3 separate regions of the Mus musculus genome follow, and regions 2 and 3 are each linked to region 1. Evidence: chromatin contacts called from public Hi-C data. All regions are on one chromosome and are shown on one strand. Each heading gives the region's core, a stretch centred on a gene start, on an enhancer-like site or on the middle of the called end of the contact. The rest is flanking DNA. Distances are from core to core; before and after follow the strand shown. Region 1 overlaps Vti1a (vesicle transport through interaction with t-SNAREs 1A). Region 2 overlaps Vti1a (vesicle transport through interaction with t-SNAREs 1A). Region 3 overlaps Tcf7l2 (transcription factor 7 like 2, T cell specific, HMG box).

Region 1 (3,766 bases), core at 504-3,003:
TTTTTTTTTTTTTAGATTTATTTAAAAGCTTTTCTTTATGGCAAAGACCAAGTTGTTTTCTCTTGGCTGCTTCTGCTTTGGTGTCCTGCGGAAGGAACTGACACTAAACCAGTGACAGAAAGAGCTCTTCTTTTGTTTTCTTTGAGGTTTAGACTTGTGGGTCCTTCTTGCTGGCCATTGATGCATTTAGAGTTCATGCTTGGATATGGTGTGAGGTAAAGGTTCATACAGATACTTGTAAAGCCACCATCGTGAAGGAAGAAAGAGAACTCTGGGTTCATGTGGCCATTGTCTAACAGGACATGGAGCAACAAGGACAGAACTGGCTGGGTCATAATCTCCCAGCAGCTCCCAGATGTCATCCTTGGCGTAAAGTGTTTTTTCCCTTTCTCAGCTGAGGCGTAACATTTGAGCATCTCCATGGAGTGTGGTCTGATCATTCATTACATGTGTGCGATGTGTAATAATGAATTCAGGGTAGTAAGCATTCCGCCTCTTCCAACATTAATCGTTTCCATGCGACGGGAGCTCAGAGCATGTGATTCTACAGCGCCCAGATGTGTTCAGGAGATTATCTAACCATCAGTGGGGCAGTATAACTAACGTCTGTCTCTTACGCCCCTGCCATCTCCTGGCCTTGGAGCAGAAGTTAGAAAGAAGAGAGAACTGACTTTATCCTCAGATGACTAAGACAAGGCCCGGTGGCATCAACCAATACTTCAGTTCTCAAAATGAGAGAGGCATAGACATAGCAAAGGCCAAGTCCTGTGGTAACCACGGTTGCCAAGCCAAGAGCCATACTGTGCCTGGGAGCCCAAGTCCATCTGAGGGCAAACACTTGCAGTGAGCAGACTTAGAAATAAGTTCCAGGCAATGGTGTCAAGTTCTTCCATTTTTCAAGTGACACAGTTGATCTGATTCATAGGAAGTACCTGGAAGTGTCGTGAGTCAATTAAATCTTATTGCCTGGAAACCATTTATAAGAGGTCATAAATTATTGAAACAACACAATTAGAAGTCCCACAAGCAAATGAGTTTCATGTGTTATGTATAGGACTCCCCTGAACCTGAGGACCCATCAAATTGATAGAGTATGTTTATGCGGATTGTGGTGCCCTTCTGTGTTCACAGGAGTGTGTTACCATGCAACAAGGCTGGCATAGCCCAGGCTAGACCAAAACAAGGAAATGAGCTTTCCACCCATGGGAATGATGCTGGCTGTGTCCCAGTCAGCCAGGACTATTCGACTGTCTTGTCCTTAACATGCACTCAGCAAATGCTGGTCATCTGGCAGGAGAGTGCGGAGGGGGTCCTACAACTGGATTTGAAGATTGCTTTTCTAATAGCACTACCTTCAATTTTATTTTTTAATATGTGTGTGTGTGTGTGTGTATGTGTGTGTGTGTGTGTGCGCACACAGGCTCTAAGGGTTGTCTTGATCTATTCCCATGTAAAACAATGGTTTTGTCTGTGGGCTACGAAGCATAGTTTAAGGTGACATAAGACAGTGTAACACTGGTCCCCTTGCCACCAGATCTATGTATGGTTTACTTAAATAAAGAACTGCCCTAGAACACAGCCATGCATGATCTCAGCCCAGAGTTCTTCCCCCAGCCCCTCAGAACTTCTCTCTGTAAAGTCATCCCCTCCGTTGCTGAGGTACCTGAAGGATATGAGGATCGAAGGAAGCCCAAGCCCCATGAGGTTAATGATCAACACCTTATTTTCACCATGTTGACTGTTTCAGCCCCGAGCTTAGGTTGTTATCAAGGCAAACCACACCAGTGCAGACAAACTGGGAACAAAAGGCTGGTCAGAACTAGTGCAAAGGCGGCAAATTTGAGCAGAGTAATTAAAACAGGATAAAGGCAGAAACAGTTACACAGAGCGCCGGTCTTTCTTGTACATGCGGCTCAATTTGTGGGTTTTAAATATCACCGGATAACTTTCCGAATCTATCCATGCCTTCTTCACTGGTGGCAAATGTGTCACGTGATCTGGGAGAATAAACAGTTCCTTGTTAATTAATTTATACAGCTGTCAGTGTGGCTCTCTCAGTCTCTGCTCTCTAAGTGTTTCCCTGCCATAGATTTTTCTTGCCATTCCTTGGCAAGCCTCCAGTGAGAGCCTGGGATTTATAAGGCAGACTTGGTGCAAAGTCTATTGATTGTGGCCCCAAGGGTAATAACTAACTAGAGCCAGAGCAACAAGTCAATAACCGCATTGTTGCCGCAGCCCGCACTCGCCGGGGGAGTGAGATTGTTTTACAGCAGCCGAGGGGAATCATGGGCAGATCAGTGTGCTCAACACGCGCTGGCTGCGCAGCGTTAGTGCCGAGGACCATTTGAAGACTTTGAGCAGGATCGCGCTGGCTGCGCAGCGTTAGTGCCGAGGACCATTTGAAGACTTTCAGCAGGATCGAGGGAGGATGGGGTGGGGTACTGGGATTACAAGCCCTGTGAACTCCTTCATTACAGCTTAAAGGTTTCAACTTTAGTTTTTAACATCTGCTGCAACCTCAGAGAGTTGAGGTTCAGGGCTGATGTGAGGGAGGGCAGGCTCTTGCGCCCAAGCACTAGATGGTCCGCTCAGCTCGCTGTGTGTCCCTGAACTCTGTGCACAGAGAGAATGCCTCCCAGCTGTTGTCTGTCTTCTGCGCCTTCCTGATGAGTGACATTGCCATAGTGAGTCAGACCCAAATGGGAACACAGAAGCCAGTTGTCCACGGGTCTCCAGTGACCCAGACTGGACGTTTTGCAAATCTCTCACAGTGTGTGTGTGTGTGTGTGTGTGTGTGTGTGTGTGTGTGTGTTTTAAAAGTATTCTGTGCAAGACTGATAATTTTTCCCACTCTTTCTTACTTTAATGAATCATATGGAAATTTATGCCAAAATATGAAACTCGAGAAGCTTTTTCAAACTTTCTTGCAGTGTGAGTCACTTTAACGGAAGGTCCGGCCGGGCACGTGTGCCTCTCCACCCGCTCTCCATCCTCCGGCAAAGCAGAGCGTGCTCACTGTTCCTAAGAACGAAATCAGTGCCAGGCCAGCAAGTGAAGAAAAGGGTGAAGGGCCTGCCACCCAGACAGCCTACACTTAGTCGCTAGGACCTATGTGATAGATTGAAAGAACCAACTGCCACAAGCTAGCTTCTTATACCACCCTCCCCTCCCACATATAAAATACATGTAACTAACATTTTTTAAGTAAGGTATAGTTTATTCAGTACTACCATCCAACATTTGATTCAAGCAGGCTACTGTGAGACGTGAGTGTCTTCTTATCAGGTTTTTTCGTTGTGGCTTCGAGGGTTGTTTGCTATTTCATCTAAATGAAGAAATCCTGGTCTACTAAAGTTCACCTTTGTGATGCCAGCATTTTGTGACATAGCAAGATGACCAAGCTTTGGCAGAAGAAGGGAGAAGCCTGCAACAGAAGTTCAGGAAGTTAGTGGCACACTTCCCTAAGAGAAGCCATTAATAATCACCACAAAGGATGAGTGAATGAATGAATGAATGACAACAAGCATCCCAGTTTGCAAAGGAAGCATTTCATTTCATTTCAGTGGTCATGTTTATCATAACCAGACTCGAGACACCACAGTACCAGTACAGACAACCACATTGCGCTTGCAGGGATTTCCCTTGCCAGGGCCAGCTATCTCTGTCCACTAGGCAGTCTCCTGTGGGTCAAAATCCTTTCAGTGGGGTAAACAGGGCATGAGCAGTGGGAAATGATAGCTCTGTTCTGGAAAGTTAAGGAGGTGGC
Region 2 (3,766 bases), core at 505-3,004, 250 kb before region 1:
AAAATTTTAAACTATTTCTGAGTAGAATTTAGTCCACAATACTCAGGTTGGAAAGAAATAGTATCATGTGTCTTAAACAAATGCTGTTTTTAGTTTGATAACACATTAATAATTTTCCTAATTTGGAAACATACTATATTCATTTAAGTGTTTTCCTTACTTTGTTGTCATAGAGATATTTTCTAGAAAGTCTTATCATTTCCAAGAATTCTTTATCTTTAAACTGACCGCTTTTGAGTTGTTTGTTATACCCTGAGGTAGATCCTACAGAAGTATGTAGAAAGTCAGAAAGACACACTTGGGGGTGTGGGGATCATTGCTAGTATATTTCCTACCTGAAAGGGTTTCCTGTCTTCTGGCAGTGTTCAGAAACTGTCAGAAAGCAAAGCCGGGCTTTCTGACTGAAGTGAAGTGGGAAGTGGCCATAGATGGCAGTGTGGCTCACACTGATGTTAAAATACACCGTGGTGTGGCATTTTCATAGAGAAATTTCCAAGACCAAATCCATCCAAGGATATTCTCTTTGCATTAAAAGTTGACTTTTCTCCCTGAGCAGTTTATAAATATAGCATAGTCAGAAGTGTGCCCTGCATCTCAGAGCATCTTCCTGAGCACAAGGCTGCTAGAAGCTGGCTGCCTGGTGCTCTGGATGGGGTCTTTGGAAACTGGATTTGCTTTTCACACTGTCTCTGCAAAACCTCTTTCCATAGGTAACATCTCAAATTCTGAACTAAAGTGTAGCGTCCTTCTGCATCCTCCTTACCCAGCCAGCAAATCAAGACATTTTGTCTTTTCCAGTTCTGTCATGAATGGGGCCCGGCAACTGTTACAGGCAAGTGGCAAGAGGTGCCAATCATAGGTGGGAGAATTGAGGAACACAGTAGGACTCTGTGCAGGGGCCTTAGAGAAGAGGATAGCGTTCATAGAGTGAGCATGCCATAACCCCAGCCTGGGGTGCCGGTGTGTCGGTGTATGTTTGGCAGCCTGCCTGCTCTTGCTCTAGCTCATGTTTCCTGGGCCTCATGGGATCCATGCAGCTTTAAGAATTTTCTCCAAGTATGGATGGGTGTTGTCATTAGGTACAAATTTGCCTAAAGAATTTTATCAGTTCTCAAAAAAAAAAAAAAAGGTATAAAGACTCAGTCTCCCTCAGCACCACTGTCACGTGCAGATGGACAGTCAGACCTACCTGGTGGGGAAGGCTAGCTCAGCTGTTGGCTTGTACTCTGTCCTGTAAACTGGATATTGAATGCATTCCTGCCTGGGTGCCTAATGCTTTGGTAGGTCTAGGATGGTTCTCTTTCAGGGCAGAAAGAGGCATGATCGATTGATCTCTCTCTCTCTCTCTCTCTCTCTCTCTCTCACCTGTAGTAATAGACATTCTCTTGAGTTTAGCTCCTCAACCTCAGGCCTGTTGAGACTTTGAGTCGACCGTTCTTTCTGGAGGGCGGTGCTGTGCTGTGCCGTGTGCAGTGTTTACCAATACCCAAGTCTCTGCCAGCAGGCAACCTTTGCCTGCAGTTGTGACCAGCAGAAGAAGGACCGTGGATATTCCGGATGTTTCTTAGTGGGCTTTAAAGTATGAAGTCCTCCCTCTCTGTAGCATCTATCTATGACTCTCTTAGAGCCAGGCTATAGAGTTGAAAGATAACCCTTAACCAGCCTGTGTTTATTTCATACAAGCCGTGAGCCACGAGAGGCAGTGTGACACTGTGGACGGACACTGGCGTTCTGGCTGTGAATCAGCTGAGTGCTGCTGGGCACTTCACTGTCCCTCTGTGTCTTCAGCTCAGATGCAGGGCCAATCTCCATGCTCTGTAAGGGCAGCGAGCTCCATGCCTAACAGTGCCGACAGTGGAGTGCTTGGTCTTTCAAGGTTGCTGGTAGTTTTCCTGTAGCTTTGGCACTGCTCTGCATTCGTTTAGATAATTAGTATGCTTTGGAACCTTTGGCTCAACTTAATCTATTAATCTCATATTGATATGTCTCCATTTTCACAATCCCTAGACCATTATTCACCTCCTTTGTGGAGTCGTTTCTAATTCTCTTTCCTGTCATGATAGATTTTCTTAGGTCTTCATTCACCTTGATTCTTATATCTGTAACCTGTGCTAACTCACAGGCCGTTCCTGTGCCAGCCTAGATGGGTCTACCTTTCACTCACTTATGTCTTATTACTCCGAACAGTTTTGGGGTCTTCACAACAAGACTGCGCCTCCTGCTCTGTGTCTTACCGTCACTTAGTAAGCAATGAATAACCAGTGGTGCAGTGTGGGTGGTGCAGCCCGTGATTAACCAGCCAGCCAGTGACAGGTACAAACAAGGGGACGGCTAAGATTTCCAGTCAGGAGATCATATCTAGCTTGAGTTGCCCTTTGAACACGATTTCTATTAAACAGTAGTGGAACAAAACAAGACATTGTGTTACAATGGGTGTTTCCTCCCTACTGATTGCTTTTAAGTTTTTCAGACCAGGGAAATAATATGACGGTCGGAGCTGGAAAGATGATTCAGGAGTTGAGAGCACCTGTTACTCTTGGAGAGGACACAGGTTCGATTCCTAATACCCATGTGGTGGTTCACAGCCACCCACAGCTTCAGTTCCAAGGGATCCAGTGCCCTCTTCTGACCTATGTAGGTACTAAGCATTTTCACACATACGTGCAGGCAAAATATTTACAACATAAATAATACAATTAAGAAATCTAAGAAGCACTTTAAAAAGAATGAAGTTTCTGTAATGCTCCACTGAATCTAAGTTCTTAGAAAAGTCACAGGTAGGAAATAACGTGACATGTTCATTGCCAGAGAAGAGCTGAGAAATACAGCCATGTCAATGACTTTTTGACATTTTCTGAGGTCCTTGTCAACTGTATTAATACTTACAGTGACATATAATTTTCAAAGTTTTATATTAAGACCAAACCAATAAGTTAAACATGCTATATTCCTATCTGATAAAAGGGGCCACTTAGAGTCTTAAACTGTACGGACAGTTTCCTAAGCTCCTTGGTATAAGTGTACAGGTGACAACTTTGGGTATTATTTGTACACTCTTGTAGACAGCACCGACAGCATAACAGCTCTCAGTTTAACCTTTCTGTGCAGAAGACGATGTGAGTTTTGCATTGCAGGTATCTTTAAACTTCATTTCCAAGTTTAATTATTTCTTTTATTTTTAGATTAATTTATTTTTTACACTCCATATTCCATTCCCCACCCCCACATCCACCCCCTGACTGCTCCCCATTCCACACCTCCTCCCAATCCCCACCCCCTGTCTCCATGTGGATGCCCCTATACCCCCCACCCCACCTGACCTCTAAACTCCCTGGGGCCTCCAGTCTCTTGAGGGTTAGGTGCATCATCTCTGAATGAACACAGACCTGGAAGTCCTCTGCTGTATGTGTGTTGGGGGCCTCATATCAGCTGGTGTATGTTGTCTGTTTGGTGGTCCAGTGTTTGAGAGATCTTGGGGGTCCAGATTAATTGAAACTGCTGGTGCCTCCAACAGGATCGCCCTTTCCTCAGGTTCTTTCAGCTTCCCTAATTCAACAGCAGGGGTCAGCTGCTTCTGTCCATTGGGCGTGAATATCTGTATCTGACTCTTTCAGCTGCTTGTTGGGTCTTTCAGGGGGCAGTCATGATAGGTCCCTTTTTGTGAGTGCTCCATAGCCTCAGTAATAGTGTGAGGCCTTGGGACCTTCCCTTGAGCTGGATCCCACTTTGGGTCTGTTGCTGGACGTTCTTTTCCTCAGGCTCCTCT
Region 3 (3,766 bases), core at 713-3,212, 170 kb after region 1:
TTCCTGCCTTTGCTATTGGATAGAAGTGGGGTGAGTGACAGGTAGGGTGAGGCTGCTTGGCCCAGTATCTGTCAGCCTCAGGACCGGTGGTATTTTGACCCAGGCGGTGGAGGAAAGTGTCTGTATTATCATCTCTGAGGAGGCGTGACAACTGAAAGTACTCCCAGAAAGGACCTGGTGCTCCTTGGGGGTCAGAGTCACCTCTGGCAGGGAATCACTTCTAGTTTAAAGAGTGTGTCCTCCTTCTGATGCGGTCATGGCCACACCCCCTCTGCTGTTGCATTTTAAAGGAACAGGAGAATAGATGGGGACCCTGAGGGTGGGGGTGTCACGGATAGCCTGGGGTTGAGCCTCAGGTGTGCCAAGCTTCCCTCTCCTGCTCTGTGAAGTGGGGTCATGGTGGCACCAAGGTGGTTTCCTGGCATTGTTGAGAGGATGAATAGGGCACGGTTTGGCATGGGCTGGGCAGTGCAGAGGTGCCCAGGAGGGTACTTGCTGAATGCTGGCTGCCATCTTTGCCACTGACACCCATGAGGTCCGTGATTGCAGGGCTGGAATACAGCTCATCCGGACATGCAGTGTCTCGTCTTTGTTTGCTGTCAGATCCGTCCCCCGCCCCCCCTCGCCGCCGCCACATGATGGATTTGATAGCCTTGGCTATCTGCGATGGCAGATTTATGAGTTCTGTTTGTTACTGTTGACGTTTGTCTTATGTCACATGAAGGCTGTGCCTCAACTCTGACATGCAGGGTCTTCCTAAGGGCTGGGGTTGTTGTGTTTTGCTCCTATTCGTATCCTTATAGTTGGAGCTGTAGTAGGCGGACAGGAGGCGTGAGGGGTTAAATACTTCATGGAATTTGTGAGAAGGTAACGCGCTAATTAGAGTGCTTGCCTAGCATGCATGGACACTGGGCTCAATCATAGCGCTGTACCAACTGCCTGTATAAACTGCAATGTAATCCCAGCACTCAGAAGATGGAGGTCATCCTTGGCTACCAAGTGAATTCAGGATCAGCCTGACCTACATAAGTTCCTGTCACAGACAGATTGGCAAACCATTTAATCAACCAAACGGACCGAACCATATCTAGCTGAGCAAAAAGGAAACAACCTGAGTGAGATATATGTGGTAATGCATATCACATATGGGGTAACACATATAACATGTGGTAATGCATATCACATATGGGGTAACACATATAACATATGGGGTAGGTCAGTGTGTTTTGGAACTGGTAATGGAGTGCTATTTCAGATTTTTAAATAATAACCCCTTTAGAACTTGGAAAGCCGATAGTAATGTGTTTCTTGACTTCTACTGAATAATTTGAGTAGGGATATTCAACCCCTCTGTCTAGTTGATGTTCTTTCCTGAGTTTTCAAGTTTGATGTTTGATTTTTGGCTGTCCTCAGTGCTAATGTGTGTGGCCTTAATGGCCGTGGGTTCCGTGGCTTGAGTGAGTACCGTGGCTAGGCTGTGTTGTGTTTGACTGGTTTTCAGAACGTGGCGGTTAACTGGTCATTTAAAAACTCTCTTAACCTTTTCTTTTATGTCTTATGTCACGTACAGGTTCTGCCTCACCTCTGTGACATGCAGGGTCTTCCTTAGGGCTGGGATGGTGTTTTACTCATATTCCTATCCTCTTGGTTGGCGCTGTAGTAGGCAGACAGGAGTTTCAAGGGTTAAGTACTTCACCGAGTATTAAGATGATAAGTACTGATGTCCGTGGGGTCATACCACTTCTTAAGGCTTTGACAGCTATCAGTCATTTGCTCAGAGGGCCTCACTACTGATGGGTGCATAAGCCACATAGCCCATTCCTTCTGCTCTTAAGCTCTGTGCCTCTCTGAGCTTTTGAGGTTGAGATGGAGCCCCAGAATAAATAAATGACCCTGGTGGAAAGCTGGACAATTTCCAAGACTTGAAGATGGATGTCTGTGGTGGTTTTCCTTCCAAGGGGCACTGGGAGACTCTTCCCACTGCCCTGCAGGGAAGACAGCCCTGTGTCAGTTGTTTCTTAGTTGATCCAGTAAGCATTGTTGATGATTGAAATTGAAGAATCGCCAGGACAATTCATCTTGAGGAGCAGAGAGCATCGGGTGTGAGCCAGGCTGCGGGGAGCAGACATTGACATACGGGCCGTCATCAAACTAATTGTTGTTTGAATTACCTGTTATGATCCGATGACAAATCTGCCTTGCTCCTGTCACTGGAGCAGAAAATGTAGCTTGAATTGGCGTGATGTTAGCAAGTGTAAACTGGACTTCAACAAGATGGATAAACCCAATTATGGGGCAGACCTGTAGAGAGAAAATCCATTTAAATCTCGTAATGTTAAGCAGAGCTGTGTTTAATTCATTTGGACCAATTTGGGAATGATGTATGAGTGTTGGTGAACATTCGTCAAAGGGGTGACCGTGGGCAAAACGTGATGTGCTGGGCTGTGGCCACTCTTGTGAGGCAGCTGCGTGTCGGCCTACACTAATGGCGGGGAAACCCAGAATGACAAAAAGATGTACTCAGGGCCCCGGGGAACGGTACTGTGTAAATGAACCAATGAGGAAAATATACGAAGCAGAAAGGGGATCTGCTTTTCCTGGATGCTACTGACAGTCCAACTCACAGAGGACTGGGAGGTTCTGACGCGCTTCTAGCCGGATACCCTCACGGGCTCTTCTGACCTTGTGAGGAGAGACCTAGGAAAGTGTTCTTCCCAGAGAGCAATGGATGAGAGAGACAGAGAGAGACAGAGAGAGAGAGACAGAGAGAGAGAGAGAGAGAGAGAGAGAGAGAGAGAAGATCATGTCAGGAGAGAGCAAGCTTATATATGTGGTGGAATATTTAATTCTCTATTGGAAAGTTAAAGGGGCATTCTGTTGTGAGAAACGTATATGATGAATGTATGAAGACATTTGAAAAGTCCTGCTTATTTAACAGCTATTTTAAATAGCTTATTTTAAACATCTATTGGATGATAGGTGCTTTACTAATTATGTAAATGAAATCATTGAACCAAGGGAGGGGCTTTCTCAGCCAGACACCTGAGCTCCTGAGGGCATAGAGTAAGGACCTTTATGGCAATTTCCATCCTGTGGTCACCCCTGGCTTGCCCGTCTTGGGTATTTGTTTAATTGTATGACTATGGATGGATTTGATTTACTTTGTATTATTTTAAAGTTTCATTGTTAAGTTTTCCTTTAATAACTGTAATAACATCGCATTTACTATGTGGGCATGCATGTGTGTGTGCTCGCTGGCACACACACCATGACATGTATGTGTGGATCAGAGGACAGCTTGTTTGAGTCCGTTCTCTCCGTGTGCTGCGTGGGTTATAGGATGGAACTGAGGTAGTTAGTGTTGGTAATGGGCATCCTTACCTGCTGAGCCATCTTGCCCTCCCTACTTCCACAGGTTTTGTGGAAGTGTATATTGCATATTGAGGGCAGTCCCCTGGGTTTTGCATTACATTGCTCTGCAGTGTTGGCTTTCCAGTGGTGTCCTTGGAAGCCTGCAGCCTTGTTATATTTTGGGAGGAGAGATGAAGCCCCACTAATAGGAGGGGCTTACTTTCTTTTTCCTTTTGTTTTGGAGATTTCTTTTTTCCTTCCGGATTGGATTGGACTTGCAGACTGCAAGGAGGACTCCGGGTGCCTGGACAGAGGGTTCTGAGGAATGCTTGACTCAGACCTGCTGCCCTCATAAATCCAGTGGCATGAATGGAGGATTGCCTTGTCATCAGGGGACGATCTACCTCAGAGTGCA

The links. Hi-C and Micro-C count contacts between places; a contact is called where the count stands out from the background.
Region 2: a contact with region 1 is called in a Hi-C map of the N1E-115 cell line, with 3 times the contacts expected there. The contact joins two enhancer-like sites. A contact is called at or near these places in 1 of 39 promoter capture datasets (the 3T3-L1 cell line) and 4 of 484 Hi-C or Micro-C datasets (the N1E-115 cell line, embryonic stem cells, liver and 1 more).
Region 3: a Hi-C map of the N1E-115 cell line shows a contact between it and region 1, with 2.2 times the contacts expected there. The contact joins two enhancer-like sites. A contact is called at or near these places in 2 of 484 Hi-C or Micro-C datasets (the N1E-115 cell line and bone marrow-derived macrophages) and 5 of 115 datasets of contacts at active chromatin or transcription factors (craniofacial prominence, embryonic limb bud, extraembryonic endoderm stem cells and 2 more).

The regions. Positions count from the first base shown.
Region 1 is chr19:55,591,283-55,595,048 of GRCm38.p6, forward strand. The region is part of intron 7 of Vti1a (vesicle transport through interaction with t-SNAREs 1A); the gene reads left to right. Among named protein-coding and RNA genes, the nearest start is that of Gm41871, 110 kb to the right of the region's middle. Within about 2 kb of position 1,754, at least 80 of the 459 cell types and tissues checked have an H3K27ac peak or open chromatin away from gene starts, as enhancers often do. A contact at or near this core is called in the N1E-115 cell line and liver, where this site is marked.
Region 2 is chr19:55,341,152-55,344,917 of GRCm38.p6, forward strand. All of the region lies in intron 3 of Vti1a (vesicle transport through interaction with t-SNAREs 1A), which reads left to right. Among named protein-coding and RNA genes, the nearest start is that of Vti1a, 27 kb to the left of the region's middle. Within about 2 kb of position 1,755, at least 18 of the 459 cell types and tissues checked have an H3K27ac peak or open chromatin away from gene starts, as enhancers often do. A contact at or near this core is called in the N1E-115 cell line and liver, where this site is marked.
Region 3 is chr19:55,763,594-55,767,359 of GRCm38.p6, forward strand. The region is part of intron 4 of Tcf7l2 (transcription factor 7 like 2, T cell specific, HMG box); the gene reads left to right. Among named protein-coding and RNA genes, the nearest start is that of Gm31734, 22 kb to the left of the region's middle. Within about 2 kb of position 1,963, at least 2 of the 459 cell types and tissues checked have an H3K27ac peak or open chromatin away from gene starts, as enhancers often do. A contact at or near this core is called in the N1E-115 cell line, where this site is marked.